Regions from separate parts of the Scylla paramamosain genome. Here region 2 is linked to region 1. Evidence: chromatin contacts called from public Hi-C data. All regions are on one chromosome and are shown on one strand. The core of a region is the stretch at or near the end of the contact, and the rest is flanking DNA. Distances in the headings are between cores, read along the strand shown. Region 1 overlaps LOC135109284 (CCR4-NOT transcription complex subunit 6-like). Region 2 overlaps LOC135109284 (CCR4-NOT transcription complex subunit 6-like).

Region 1 (6,779 bases), core at 3,845-6,344:
GGAAAAATAAAAAAAAATCGACCGACGTGACGCGCACATACATTAATGGAAATCATGTCAACGAAGTGTTGATGAAGTCTTGTGTGACGTCGTGACGCGTGAGTCGTTCCCGTAACACACTTCTCCCTGAATAAGTTACCGTGAATACTGCACCTCCTTAATCATCAACACTAAAAGCCATTACTGTTACCATTTAACCCATAATAACACGGAGAATCAACCAATGAGGGCAAACACTAGAGCCGGAAAAAAGAAAACGGATGCATGAAAGTTGAAACATCAAGGCTGATTAGTGGAACGAGATGGAAAGAAGTCGGCGAGGAGTGTGCCTGGGTAACGGTCTCTCTCCCTCTCACTGACGCACGCCCCCCCACCCCCCACGCCTCACTCCCACTACCACCACACCACTCAACAGGCCCCCACCACGCTGCCAGACGACGGCACGAGTGACTCACTTGAACCGCCAGGCAAAGACGGATCCACTGCGTTAGAGAGGAGCTAGTCACTTGGTACTGAGGTGGATGGTACTCGTGTCATGTAGGCCTCAGGTCAGATGATCAAGACAGGTCGGCCTCAGGACTGATACTCAAAACGCTTGGTACACAAACCACTTGGTCCTTACAATGTCTCTACACACAGACGTCGACTACAGGCTTCGTGTAGACAGCACGTGGATCCGCACACACTAACATAATCCAGACACTACTTAACCACAGCCACCCATACACTCAACCACCCCCATAATCCACTTGACCGTCTATCCAACCGCTGACTCCCATCGCTCCAACCATTCATCTACCTATCCATTCACCCATTCATCCAACCACCCACCCACCTATCCACACAACCATTCACCCTCTCATCCACCTACTAACCCAATGACCCTTCCATTCACCCATCTACCCATACACCTACCTGCAACCCATTCATCCATCCACCCATCTATCCGATCATCCACTCACTCAGCCTTCGATCCACCCATCAATGCATCTACCCATCAACACATCCCTAAATACACAGCCACTGACTTACCCATCACCACCTGCCTGATGAAAGATGGCAACACACACACACACACACACACACACACACACACACACGTTTATCTTATTATTTTCATTTTATTTCCGTTCACCATTCACTCCTGGGACCGTATTCACGAAGCGGTCCTAGCGAGTCTTAGCAATGAAACGTGTCATAGGGAGGAAAAATAGTACATTTTGATCATAACATGTCACAAATCCGCGAGACTGGTAAGACTGGGTCGACCCTGTTTTAACGTGGCTAGTGACAAAGACCAGCTTAGATGTTACGTAGACAGAGGTGGGTGGGTGGGTGAGTGAGTCGGTGGATATATGGAGGGAGTTATGACTGTGGGTGAATGGATGGGTGGATGTTGATGAGTAAATGGTGAATGGATTGGTGAACGTTATATTGGTGTGTGCGGATCCTGAATATTTACCATCCGTAGTACCAAGTGACAGTAAACCGTGTTAGGGTGCCCCGGAAATAACGAGAGGGAGATGGTGAGTGCGGGCGAGGCTTTCTCCAACCCCTCAGGACCCTCTAGCGGTGGCTCAACGTGAAGTACACTAATTAATTTCTTGGGTAACACCGTTTACTTCAGCCTTTTCCTCTTTCCTTCCCCATCAGAAGAAAGAAGCTGGCTCACCGACGCTAAGGGTTTTGAAACGCTTTGGGGATTTAAAGGGACTATTTTCACAGGCAGCTGGGTTGATTAGTCGGCGTTTAATGAGTTTACTAAATAATGCAGATTTTTTACTAGACTATCGCTAAAATCATGAGACCATCCTAGAAAATTTACAATAACTTCCACTTCGGCCATGATACCGATTCTGCTTAACTATCGCTAGAATCTTCAAAACACCCTTGAACATTTACAGTAATTTCCACCGGTGGGGGCGTCGAGTTATCCAGAAAAGGCGTCGAAACGTTTGAGAATCTGGACTTAAATGGAACGGGGATGCAAGGCGTTTCCTGGTTGAGAAGTGGAACAAAAGAAGCAAGTATTTCAAGATCTGCTTAATACGTGCGATTTTATTAACGAAGCCATAAGCCAAACAAATACTGGAACTCTCTCTCTCTCTCTCTCTCTCTCTCTCTCTCTCTCTCTCTCTCTCTCTCTCTCTCTCTCTCTCTCTCTCTCTCTCTCTCTCTCTCATTATGTTTTTCTACCTCCCAATAAACTATTTTAGGACTATATAGACACGTCCATAAATAAAGTGAGGTAAGTGATTGGAACCCTTTCTCTATTCACTTATTAGGGAACTGCAATTAAAGTGTGTGTGTGTGTGTGTGTGTGTGTGTCAGAAGTCTGCAGCCAACCTCCTTTTAAACATGCAATAATATTAATATCAGTAACAAATAACAATGCAAAGATAAGTGTAATCTACTTATCTCGCACTATTTCTGAGCTCATTACTGTAACAAAGGAAATCAAATGATGGATAAAACCAAACTATGATTAACAGCCGAGGGTGATTACTGTTGTTAATGGAGAAGATATTGTTGCCCAGTTATCCATACTAAGCTGAGATAATTAATAAGATGGAGTGGATGGTGTTAGTTAGGGATACATGACTGAAGGTGGTGGTGGTGGTGGTGGTGGCGGTGGTGAATCCAACTCACGGTTTCGCCAGTTAACAATATACGTCTCAACTTCCTCTCGAGATCCTTACCTGTAAATAAATAAGAGAACATTATTAGTTCATGGTCTGGAATAATGATAATAAAAGCAGCAACAACAACAACAACAACAATAATAGGAACAACAACAATAACCCGACGTTTCTTCAGTAGTATTCAATCATTCATTCAATCAGTCAATCAATCAACTAATCAGCCTTTTCGCATCATCTTTCCATCCATTCCTACATTTTTTCGTTTCATTTTATTATTATTTTTTCTTTCATCATCATCTCTCCATCCACAGAAACGTTTCCTTATCCACCTTCATCCATCATTACCGACTTTCCATCAACAAATGCTGCTACTTCCTATTCTTTCTTTTATCCTCACCTCTCCACCCACTGCTAAGTCTTCCCTCTTAACCTTTCACCTTCCGCCTCACAGCAATAATTATTTCATCTTCCTCTCCTCCCTCTTCGTTTCCACACATCAGAACTACTCCCTCCCTGACCTTTAATAACAGACTGAGGTTTTTCCCTCCCTCCAGCATCTGCACTTCCGCCTCTTGCTGCGTTCCTTCACTTCTTCCTTTCTGGTCTCAACTCTGGAACTACACTGCCTTATTGTTTCCCGCATTCCTGCCACTTGAACCCCTTGACGTGGGGGGAGCAGTCAAGGCGCCTCGGGAACTACGTTAACTTACCGTGACTTTGTTAGAAGTAGTCTGTTCTTTCTGATGGAGTGGAGCAGAGGGCAAAAGTCAAATTTTTTTTTTCTTTTTCTTTTCGAGTGTGTGTGTGTGTGTGTGTGTGTGTGTGTGTGTTTCAATCTTCTTATAAAGAGCAAATAGTGACCCTGACCAATTCTCGTTTCAAAAGGAAAAAAAAAAAAAAAAAGCCAATAAAGGTTTTCAATCAGCTAACCTTCAATACACTTGGACTTCTTTCGCTTCCATGTCTAATTGGCGCTTAAGAATAAACACAACAATGACAATTGTACTGAAAGACTTAAAAGGATAACAACACTCAATACCACTCAGGGATTGTGTTTTCCTCTTCTCATTACACACTTGATAATACACCTGAAGATAAATTCACGAGGGAACAATGATGCATTTTTTCTAACGATATGAAACGACCACCGCACACCTCATGATGACTTTGATAAGATATTCGGGCAAAGAAACAAGACTTCAATTCTTACTCAAAAACAGACGCTGAGAAAACAACATGGAGTATTTCAAGCTTATGTTGAGTGCCTGAGTGTTTCATGGGAGCACCAAGGTAATGTTGTTCTCACCTGTGAGATAGCCCAGGGACATGCAGGGAAAGTATGGCGGAAGCGTCCAGCAATGTGGGTAGGGGCCTTGTGTGTGCGGCACCAATACAGGGTACCCGTATGCGCTAAACATGCTGGCGATATCAGCAACACTCTTGAATGAACACTTTGTGGACATCAATAGAAAAGTCAAGTATCACAGCGCCACACACCAGCACAGGAACAGCCGTCCAGCACAGTTTCATAACAACTTCGGGAACACTGGCGTTACACGATAGAGGGGCACTTTTGGCTGTTAGCGTTGCCAGAGCTGGTGGCGGGGGCGGCTCCACGCACCATCTGAGGTATCTCTGCTACAACTGATATAAGGACAGGTGAGAGAGCGCGTGTTTCGTTTGGTAAATAACATTATCGTGGCCTTGACATGCAGACCGACTTACGCACCAACTGACACACTTCCTCTCCAATCTTTGTCAGCAACACCCGCGCACCAGGCATCCCGCGCGCCAGGCTGGCACCCGCCATATCCATCCCGTGCCGCGCTGCGCACCCAAGGCCACCATATGATAACAAAGGTAGGAGACTCTGGGAGAACGAAGCCGCTCTTTGTTCGGCCTTTTAGGAAACCCACGGTCGAGCTGTTCCCATCCCTGGAGAGAGTACTGTGTGTGTGTGTGTGTGTGTGTGTGTGTGTGTGTGTGTGTGTGCAAGATTTAACAGGATCTGAACTTGAGAGAACACGAGAATACGCATGCAAGCGCACGCACACACCCATAGAGAGAGAGAGAGAGAGAGAGAGAGAGAGAGAGAGAGAGAGAGAGAGAGAGAGAGAGAGAGAGAGAGAGAGAGAGAGAGAGAGAGAGAGAGAGAGAGAGAGAGAGAGACACTACACTCAACAACAATTAAGCTGATTACCAAACACCGAGGAAGCAAGAAACATCCCTAAAATGTAGCATCTGGGTAAGGAGGTCAGGCATGGGAGACAAGCTGTGGAGGGAGGCAATCTGAGGCATGTGGCTGGGAATACCCGGCTAAGAGGATGGCTAGACAGGAAGGAGTCTGGCGTGAAGCAGAGTAACGCTGAGAGGAGCTGCGAGTCTTGGCGCGGACCGGCCACGCTGCCTATAATACCCAGCTGATAACACTGAGGCCTGTGGGAAGGTTAGAGTGGCAGGGTGTGGGAAAAAACCTCGATTTGAAGGTAACTCTGCCATGCTGGTCGGTCTCACACTCGGTACCTTATTCTGAAACGCTTTGCTCTCTCATCACGACCATTTTCAAACCCCACAGAGATGATTGGCCGGGTTCTCAAGACTTTTTCCTGTTAATAATGTAGAAATCTTGTTAATCTGTCACAAGAACCATAAGAATAACCTTAAAAATCCGCGTCACTTGCACCACAGCCTTTTGAAAGTAGTGGGGGTGCGACGCAGAAGTGTTACAGAATATGGTCCTAAGACTTTCTGTGGGAAGGTTAGAGCAGCGTGGCCTGGGAAAGAACCTCGGCTTGAAGGCAACTCTATCAAGCTGGTTGGTCTCACGCTGGGGACCAAATTCTTAAACACTTCTGCGCAGCACCTCAACTAATTTCAATAGCATCTAGTACTTGAAGTTATAAGGGATTTTAAGGGTATTTATACGGTTCTACTGACAGGTTATCAAGATTTCAACTTCATCAACAAGAGAAACAGTCATGAGAACCCGGTTAACATCTCTGTGTTTGAAAATGATCGTAGTAGGAAAGCAAAGCGTTTCAGAATCCGTGCCTTACTCTCACACAACGTGCAAGGAAGGCCGTGACCTGCATCGCCGCCGCCAACACGCCTCTTATCACTGTGTTGGTTGTATCGTAACGGAGTGGACTGATGGTTGAAAACAAATGTTTCAAGGGCACTGCAGGATGGGCTGTCACACTAGTCGTTGTTGTAATGTTGTTGTTGTTGTTGATGTTGTTGAGCAAGATGTTGCGTAAAGGAAACATCTACAAGTGTTGGTGATTTCTTTCTTTCTATATATATATTTTTTTCCACTTATCTATATCTAAATCTGAATCCATCTATGTATATACCTGCCTATCTATATATTTGTCTTCCTGTATGCTTCTGTCAGTCTGTTTGTCAACGAGTATCTATCTATACATCTACCTAACCTACCTACCTACCTTTCTGCACACATCCTCTCACTCAAAAGCAGAGAAAAATAAAATATTCACAACTACCAACTCCATATTTACATGTCCAAATAATGCGGCGTGCAGGGAAGCGAATTACAAGTAGGTTACCAGGTGTCCCTATACAAGATAATAACAGATAATGGCCAGGTAGCAGTGTTAGTACAGTGTGTCATCAATAGCGCATTTACATCAATATCCTTGAAGTGGTGGCTGCACATGCATGACTAACGCGCGGGGGAGTGAATGCAATAACTCTGTGAAATGAGACCAGCGTCAACACTTTACAAGGCCAACCAACCCTGCCAATCTCAAAGGCCGAGGATTTACGACGCCAAGTGCAGCGGTCTGTCTAAATTGCTGCAGGAAACGTAACTCAGAACGCAATTTGACTTCCGCTATCTAAGGAGTCTGGTGCCGGTGTGTGTTTGTGTGTGTTTGCGTGAAAGGTTCCCCGTGCGCATCTCCTCTCGCGCTTGTTCATTTACGCAGAAGGCCAAGGGATATTTTCGTCAGTCAGGCAGTGATGTGGTAACGCATTCCGCAGCACGCAAGCCTCACATTCCACAAAGCAAGCAGTCACGTATTTCATCATTCCTTCAATAGAATAAAGACGAATGTAATAGGAATGTAACATGCATGCGCACACATACACACACACACACACACACACACACACACA
Region 2 (6,918 bases), core at 921-3,420, 67 kb after region 1:
TCTCTCTCTCTCTCTCTCACCTATACACAGCCTTTATTTCAACCATAAGCATGTACTCCATCAGCCAGTCACCAGCAAGTTCTGCCCAATGGCATTATCAGTGTTTGTGGATTGAATTCTACTTGGTAAACCTAAATTTCACTCTTACTTTAGCAGTGGTGTAGCACCTGGTGACCTACGCCCCTACCACTCACTCCGGCAAGCAGGCGTTATACCAGCCCTCCCAAGGTGATCATGTTAGTGCCCTGCCATTCACATCTTGCAAGCTTATTTTTTTGGTATTTTTTTTTGTTTATTTTAAATTCCTCACATTTTCTCCTCCACCTTTCACAAACATTCCCATTCACTTCCTTGCACTTCCCCTTCTAATCTTCCTACAATCCCCTACAACTTAACATCAACAAGTGGAGACAAGAACCCTGGGGCTTGGCAAGGTCAACCTTCCCATTGTACAGTCAACCCATCTAATAACCAGATGCTGTAGAATTTTCACTCTTTGCTCTCTTTCATGCCTATTATTAGCCAGAAGTTCTAGAAGAGAGTACTGGCAACATTCAGGTAAATGATCATAATATGTCTAACTCTGACAATCATCACTTCGACTACTTGTAATGAAGCTTCCACAAAACAAAAACTACCCTGTTCAATCAGTGATTAGTTTTAATCGTTTATAATCTTTATCAATCCCTAAATGATCAGTGAAGCAGCAATCTACATGTCAATAGAGCAAAGGATAATCCATACATATGTGAAAGAGATTTCTGTCTTATATAAAACAGAAATACTCAGGAATTTTAAGCATGATTTGGCAACACTTGCAAAGCCAATCCCTATGGCTACTTCTCTGCCCAGTCCACACGTCAGCATCACAGATGGAGCGTCTTCAACTGGTTTTTTGATGCTTGGGTAAATGAAGGCCATCCCCTAAGAGGTTCACACCCAGTCAAAAAAGGCTGACAAGAAGCACTCTCTAAAAAGAGCCAAGCATCATATTCGAAGGACAGACTGGGCAGCATCAATTAATGGCATGAGGCAAATATAGCTGCACATCAGTCAGCTCTAGCCATAGTCATAATTGATCAGACACACATACTGATCTGCAGCCACACAACCAGAGTTGAGATATTGTTCTTTTATCACAACTCACACCTAAACCACAGCAATCAATATCAAAAGAACAATAGTAATGAGATAGTGCTTTGGAATACAAAAAAAAGCAATTTGTAAAATAATCTTCTCCTATTTTGAGAAGGATACAATCAGTACATTTTACCAACTCCATGAATGAGAAACCTTGAATCTTGTGAGGTTCTGGAACAACACTCAAGAGTGCTAAAATAGTAACAGAGAATAATGATGGCTTAACATGAATACATAAGAGAAATCAAAGATTAAGGAGCACAACAAAACTAAAGACATCTTAACAACAAGCAATTCCCAAGTGGCAGGCATTTGATAAAAAAAAACATTCTCTCAGGATAGAGATATTTAAAGAAAACTGTTCTTTTTTCCATTATTACAACTCTTTAATATTTGACCAGGAATCATAAAACCAAAATCAAAAGTTAATAATTATTCTTGACATAGGTATTAATCCAAATTTTAAGCACCACTGTTCTTCCATGGGTCAAGATAGGAGGGCAATATACCAACTCCCTGGCTGCAGTGACACAGGCCAATGTGTGAATCTGCTTGACTGGCTATGGCTGTGGCCACAGCTGATGCACACAGCACTACCCCTGCTACACTGTTAATGAATGTTCCACTGACATTAGCATCATCTTTTATGTCTTGCATTCCTTCAATAACACTTGGTCACCCTCCTGTGGCATGTACGGGGGTCAAAAACTGTGAATGCATGATGCTGGTTGTGTGTGAGTCGAGGAACACAACAACAGAAGTAGCTTAGCAAGTGATACCAAATCATGTTCAAAACAATTTCCATTTTTAAGGCACTAATCCCTTTTACACATATCAGTCCACTGGCACACTTATGCGTCATCCATCAATTAGGCTTTCTTGTGTCACACATCAGACATCAGAACTCCACAGCTTTTCTTGCTTCCCATGGAGCTTTCATATAAGCAAATCCACAGTCCCACCAACCATATTTTCCAACAAACTACCATATTTGATGGTATGTAAGATAAAACACAAACAGGCACATTAGGTGTACATACTCCCATTTCAGCAGGGCATACTCAGGAAATGTTTTTAGTATATTCAAGCATGTTTAAAGCAAGTTATAGTAAATCTATTCTGTCCTGAGCATTTAGGCACGGCCATCATGGGGCCAATCGAGAACCTTTAGGAAAGGCGAGGGTATTCTTAGATCATCCTAGGTGCAGTGCAGGACAAGTAGATTTGGCAGGGAAGCAGAAAGCCGAATCTCCAAGGGGGCCACACCTAAATGTTCAGTACAGAATAGATTTACTATAGCAGCATATTATGAAACATGAACTGCACCAGAAAATATTGCAAAAAAGCATTTTAGAAATAGCAGAAAACATTAATGCATACAGTTTATGCCAGCTGTGTATAAACTATCCTTGGTTACACTTTTCCAGGACTTGGCAGTGGTACAAAGTGCATCTATGACATGATATAATAAACTGTTAAATCATAAAACTTAAGAATGAAATTACAAAAAGTTTAAGACTTAAAATCAATCTGAGAAAACTTTTTCCTTGGCAGACAAAAGATTGAGACTATAATAATAGCTTGGTTCAGGCAAATAACATCATCACTGCATCAGACAAGACAGTACCGACTACCTAGGGTAAAAGCAGCCTACAGTATTAAGCATCAGGGATAGCATTTTCTATGGGGAAGAGCATCTTATATGCCACCAAATATGGAAACTTTTCTCTTTCTACACATTTGCATCCTGCTCACACACACACACACACACACACACACACACACACACACACACACACAGTGGCCTCACTCTTACCTAAAACACCCAGTCTCCTTCTCATACAACCATCAACAACCACTACTTTCTTACCAACTCTTTTACTACCATTTTTCTCATTAAGCCTCCACACATCAAAGAACTAATTTACACAACTCTTTTCTACTCTACATCCAGTCTATTTCTCACTAAGACCTTGCCACACACCTTTCCAAGTATCCTCAACGAGATAAACCATATGTAAATGACTGTGCTTTTACAACAGGCTTTTACAATGTCGCATGCTTTGATCTCCTTGCCACACTTCCCTCAAGGGGCCCTTGGAAAGATAGAACCAAGAACCACCCTTGCTCACGTCACAATGCAAGAATATGACAAGAAAATCCTTATGACTTTCTTCTCCTTTAGCTGTTTCCCCAAAATCAGAGATTGGTGTCATGTATAAAGTAGTCTACTCCAGTTGTTTCTGGACCATGCAACTTCCTTTGTGACTCACATCCTTTACTGTTCTATCCTATCCTGCTTGTCAAATCTGTCATCACCAACACAAGTTTCCATCCAGACTGCAGTACCAACAAGCAGAAATCTTACCTGCTAAGTTGTCCAGCATGTAGGAAAGGAGCTTCAATGTCCCGTTGCTATCCGAATAAACAGCTTGAATTTCCATGGTGAGGGGATTCCCTTTGAGGCCAATATTTTGCAGATTAAAAAGTTTGCCTATTTCGTATGGCAGGACACGCAACTGATTATTGTTGAGCAGCAGTTCCCTGAAAAAAAATAACAAAGTATCTTTAATAAACTTCACATGTCATTTATAATCATACCTGTTATGAGAGACCGTATTAATCAACACATTCAATAGATTAACTACTACATCCTATTCACCACTAGATCAGGAAGTCTGTAAATTAATAATAATATAAGTGAGGTGCAATACTAATCCACTAATCATTACACAATTATAATTTAGGTATCTATGTATATATGAAGCTCACATCCCCCTTAAAAGCTAGCTGAGGCAAGGCATTTGCATATATACACACAAACATTCCCTCACATCATACCTTTAAGTTATGTTAGGTTACACTTAGGTCTGTAGGGGAGAAAGGACCAGTTTGTGCCAAACCACACTGCATAAGGATCAGTTGTGTAATATATCCAGCAATTTCTGAAGTAGGACCTGCTGGGTGAGTCAGGTATATCCTTGCTGCACTATAACAACTTCCAATCTCTGCATCTGGCCCAATCTCCAGGCCAAATGAGGGATAGATTATACAGTAACTAAAGCATATTCTATCTATAAAACAGTCTGACATCCCTGTAAAGATGACCAGCAAAGACAAGACAAACAAACAAACAAACAAACACACACACACACACACACACACACACACACACACACACACACACACACACACACACACACACACACACACACACACACACAAACTTACGAACATTACCTACAACTAAATGGATATTCATCTCAGCTCCTGGAAATCTACGGGGGGATGACAGATCCCCAAAATCACATAAGCATTTAGGTGAGTCACACAAGCAAACTGACCCTCCTGCAGGTGTGATCAGAGAGGATCTACCCTCTCCCTATTCCCTAAGAGATGAGAGTGATTTTAATATAAATTCAAGGGCAATTAATCTTACCTGAGACGAGTTAATTCACCAATTTCAGCTGGGAGGCTGCGGATTTTATTACATGACAGGTCAAGATACATTAGGTGTTCCAAACGAGCAATTTCAGCAGGAATGCGAGACAAACAGTTGTCATTCAGGTACAGAGATGTTAAGTGCTGCAAGGACCATACTGCTGGACTGATGTTTCGAATATTTCCTGAAAAAAAATCAAAGAAACATTAGCAAGTCAGTGGAATCTCGTGTCTTAATCACATAATGTATCATCAACATAGAGAAATCATATAAAATTTAAACAATGTTTTGTGCATGCTAAGAGTCCTGCACATCTAGATAGTGAACACTTAATTGGAATGCATTCACAGAGCAGTAAGACAAATAAAATGTATCATTATTTCTGTTTTCTATTGCATATTGTATTATCAATATCTGCAGTACAACTTGCTATACAGTAGCTGGCTTGCTTACCTGTTATCTCAAGTTCTGGCCAGAAAGACTTCTTGCCAGCACCAACCTCTTCCTGACCCATAATGGTGTGCGTCCGCACCCTGTGTGATTTGGATTCCTTTCCTTCCTTAGGAGTTCTTGACATATTTCACCCTGTAAAAAATTTCTACATCAGTGACAATAACAATAATACACCAAAATGTGTAAAAGTTCATCACATTGTGCTGGAAACCATATATTCAATGTCTTCCAGCCTCAGCATCTCTCCACCTAAAGTAAAAGCAACAGAGTGTTACCATTGTATGTAACATGAAAGTCACCCACACCAGCTGTTCAGCTTGCACTGACTGTACTGGTAGAATCAAACCCACCAACTGAATGCATACCAAACACAATAAATGGAGTCTGCTTTGTTACATTTAATACAGAAGGGAGTCAAGATGGCCTGAGATTTTGATAGGTTAAGTTAGTTACATAACTCTAATGGGGAGTGGATGGGTTCATTCCGGCAACGTCTGGTGTCACTTATGAAGAAGCAACAATAAGAAAATATGGAACAAGAAAATAAGTAACTGCTAAAGACTAGTTAGGCAGTACAAGGTAGCTCCTGATATGCACCCCAAGACACAGTCCTCCACACATGTGCACTCAATGCATGCTAAACTCCTGGTCTAGTTGAATATTTCCTATGTTGTATTACCCAAGCAGGATCAAAGTTCAAAACAACACAGCCTAATGGTGCTATACTGGATTACCATATTTAAGGTATGCCTTGTGTATAGGTTGACCATCTATACATATGAAGGGTAATAACCTCTAACATCTACCTAAAGAAAAATCTATTAACCTTGAGCATTATACTGGTAATTATTATAGTATTAAATCACACATTTTATAGGAATATGAGAGAGAGAGAGAGAGAGAGAGAGAGAGAGAGAGAGAGAGAGAGAGAGAGAGAGAGAGAGAGAGAGAGAGAGAGAGAGAGAGAGAGAGAGAGAGGAACAAGGAGAGAGAGGAGAGGGAGAGGGGCAAGGGAAAGAGGCCACTAGAGGGAGAGAGAGTGAGCAAAAGGAAAGAGAGGAGGAGAGGAGTGTCTGGGTTACCCCCATGCAAGACTGCTGGCCTTTTACAAAGATGCTGATACCTTAACCAGATTTTACACAACCAATAGAGAAATAGCACTCATGAGAACCTGGCTTGTCATCTCTGTAGACTTGAAAAATATACCTTATTAAAGCAGCTCTCAAAGTGTTTAAAATATGAGCTTTAGACTGTTGGCCATCTACATAGTTATTTCATACTTCTGAAGTAGTCATGCCCTTACAGTGACTGGTATGTTGCTTGGCGTGCTGTTCAGTTCATAAGTATATAATTTTTAAGTGTTCTTCGTTCCATATGGTAAGGGTATGGTTGATGGTGATGTAAAAATATCATTATTATTATTATTCAGTTACCATATAACACAAGCCAACATATGGAGAAAAAATATTGTACTGCAAAAACCTAGTCGACTATTCCTTTTTCTATCTCTTTCTAAACCAGCAATTTCAATATCATTTCACTATTTATCATTAACCAATAGCAATACAACAAACCACTATTTCCGTGAGTATGACTATTTAAAGACCCCTTACATGCGTGGTACTTCAGCGCAGTTACCGCGTTTCAGAGGTTATCCTCGTCTCCTTTCGCCAAAACACGGAGGTGGGTCAGCTCGTCGTCCCGCCACCCACCCAAACAATCCCAGTCCAACCCGGCCTCCTGGGAAGTTACTAGGGTAAAGAGGGGGACTAGGGAAAGTCTCGAAAACGCGGGAATTGACTTGAAAATACTATAGGAGAAAAATGTCTTAGAATTCCCCAAAACATCGAATCGAAACATTAAAAATAACGAAAACTAAAATA

Evidence for each region. Hi-C and Micro-C count contacts between places; a contact is called where the count stands out from the background.
Region 2: a contact with region 1 is called in a Hi-C map of testis, with 5 times the contacts expected there. The contact joins two enhancer-like sites. A contact is called at or near these places in 2 of 2 Hi-C or Micro-C datasets (muscle and testis).

The regions. Positions count from the first base shown.
Region 1 is chr18:22,064,282-22,071,060 of ASM3559412v1, forward strand. All of the region lies in intron 4 of LOC135109284 (CCR4-NOT transcription complex subunit 6-like), which reads right to left. Among protein-coding and RNA genes, the nearest start is that of LOC135109281, 19 kb to the left of the region's middle. Within about 2 kb of position 5,095, the one cell type or tissue checked has an H3K27ac peak away from gene starts, as active enhancers do.
Region 2 is chr18:22,134,486-22,141,403 of ASM3559412v1, forward strand. LOC135109284 (CCR4-NOT transcription complex subunit 6-like) reads right to left here. Exons shown (of 13, transcript XM_064020579.1): 2 at 5,036-5,167; 3 at 4,580-4,766; 4 at 3,509-3,684. The coding sequence starts at 5,159. Among protein-coding and RNA genes, the nearest start is that of LOC135109284, 6.4 kb to the right of the region's middle. Within about 2 kb of position 2,171, the one cell type or tissue checked has an H3K27ac peak away from gene starts, as active enhancers do.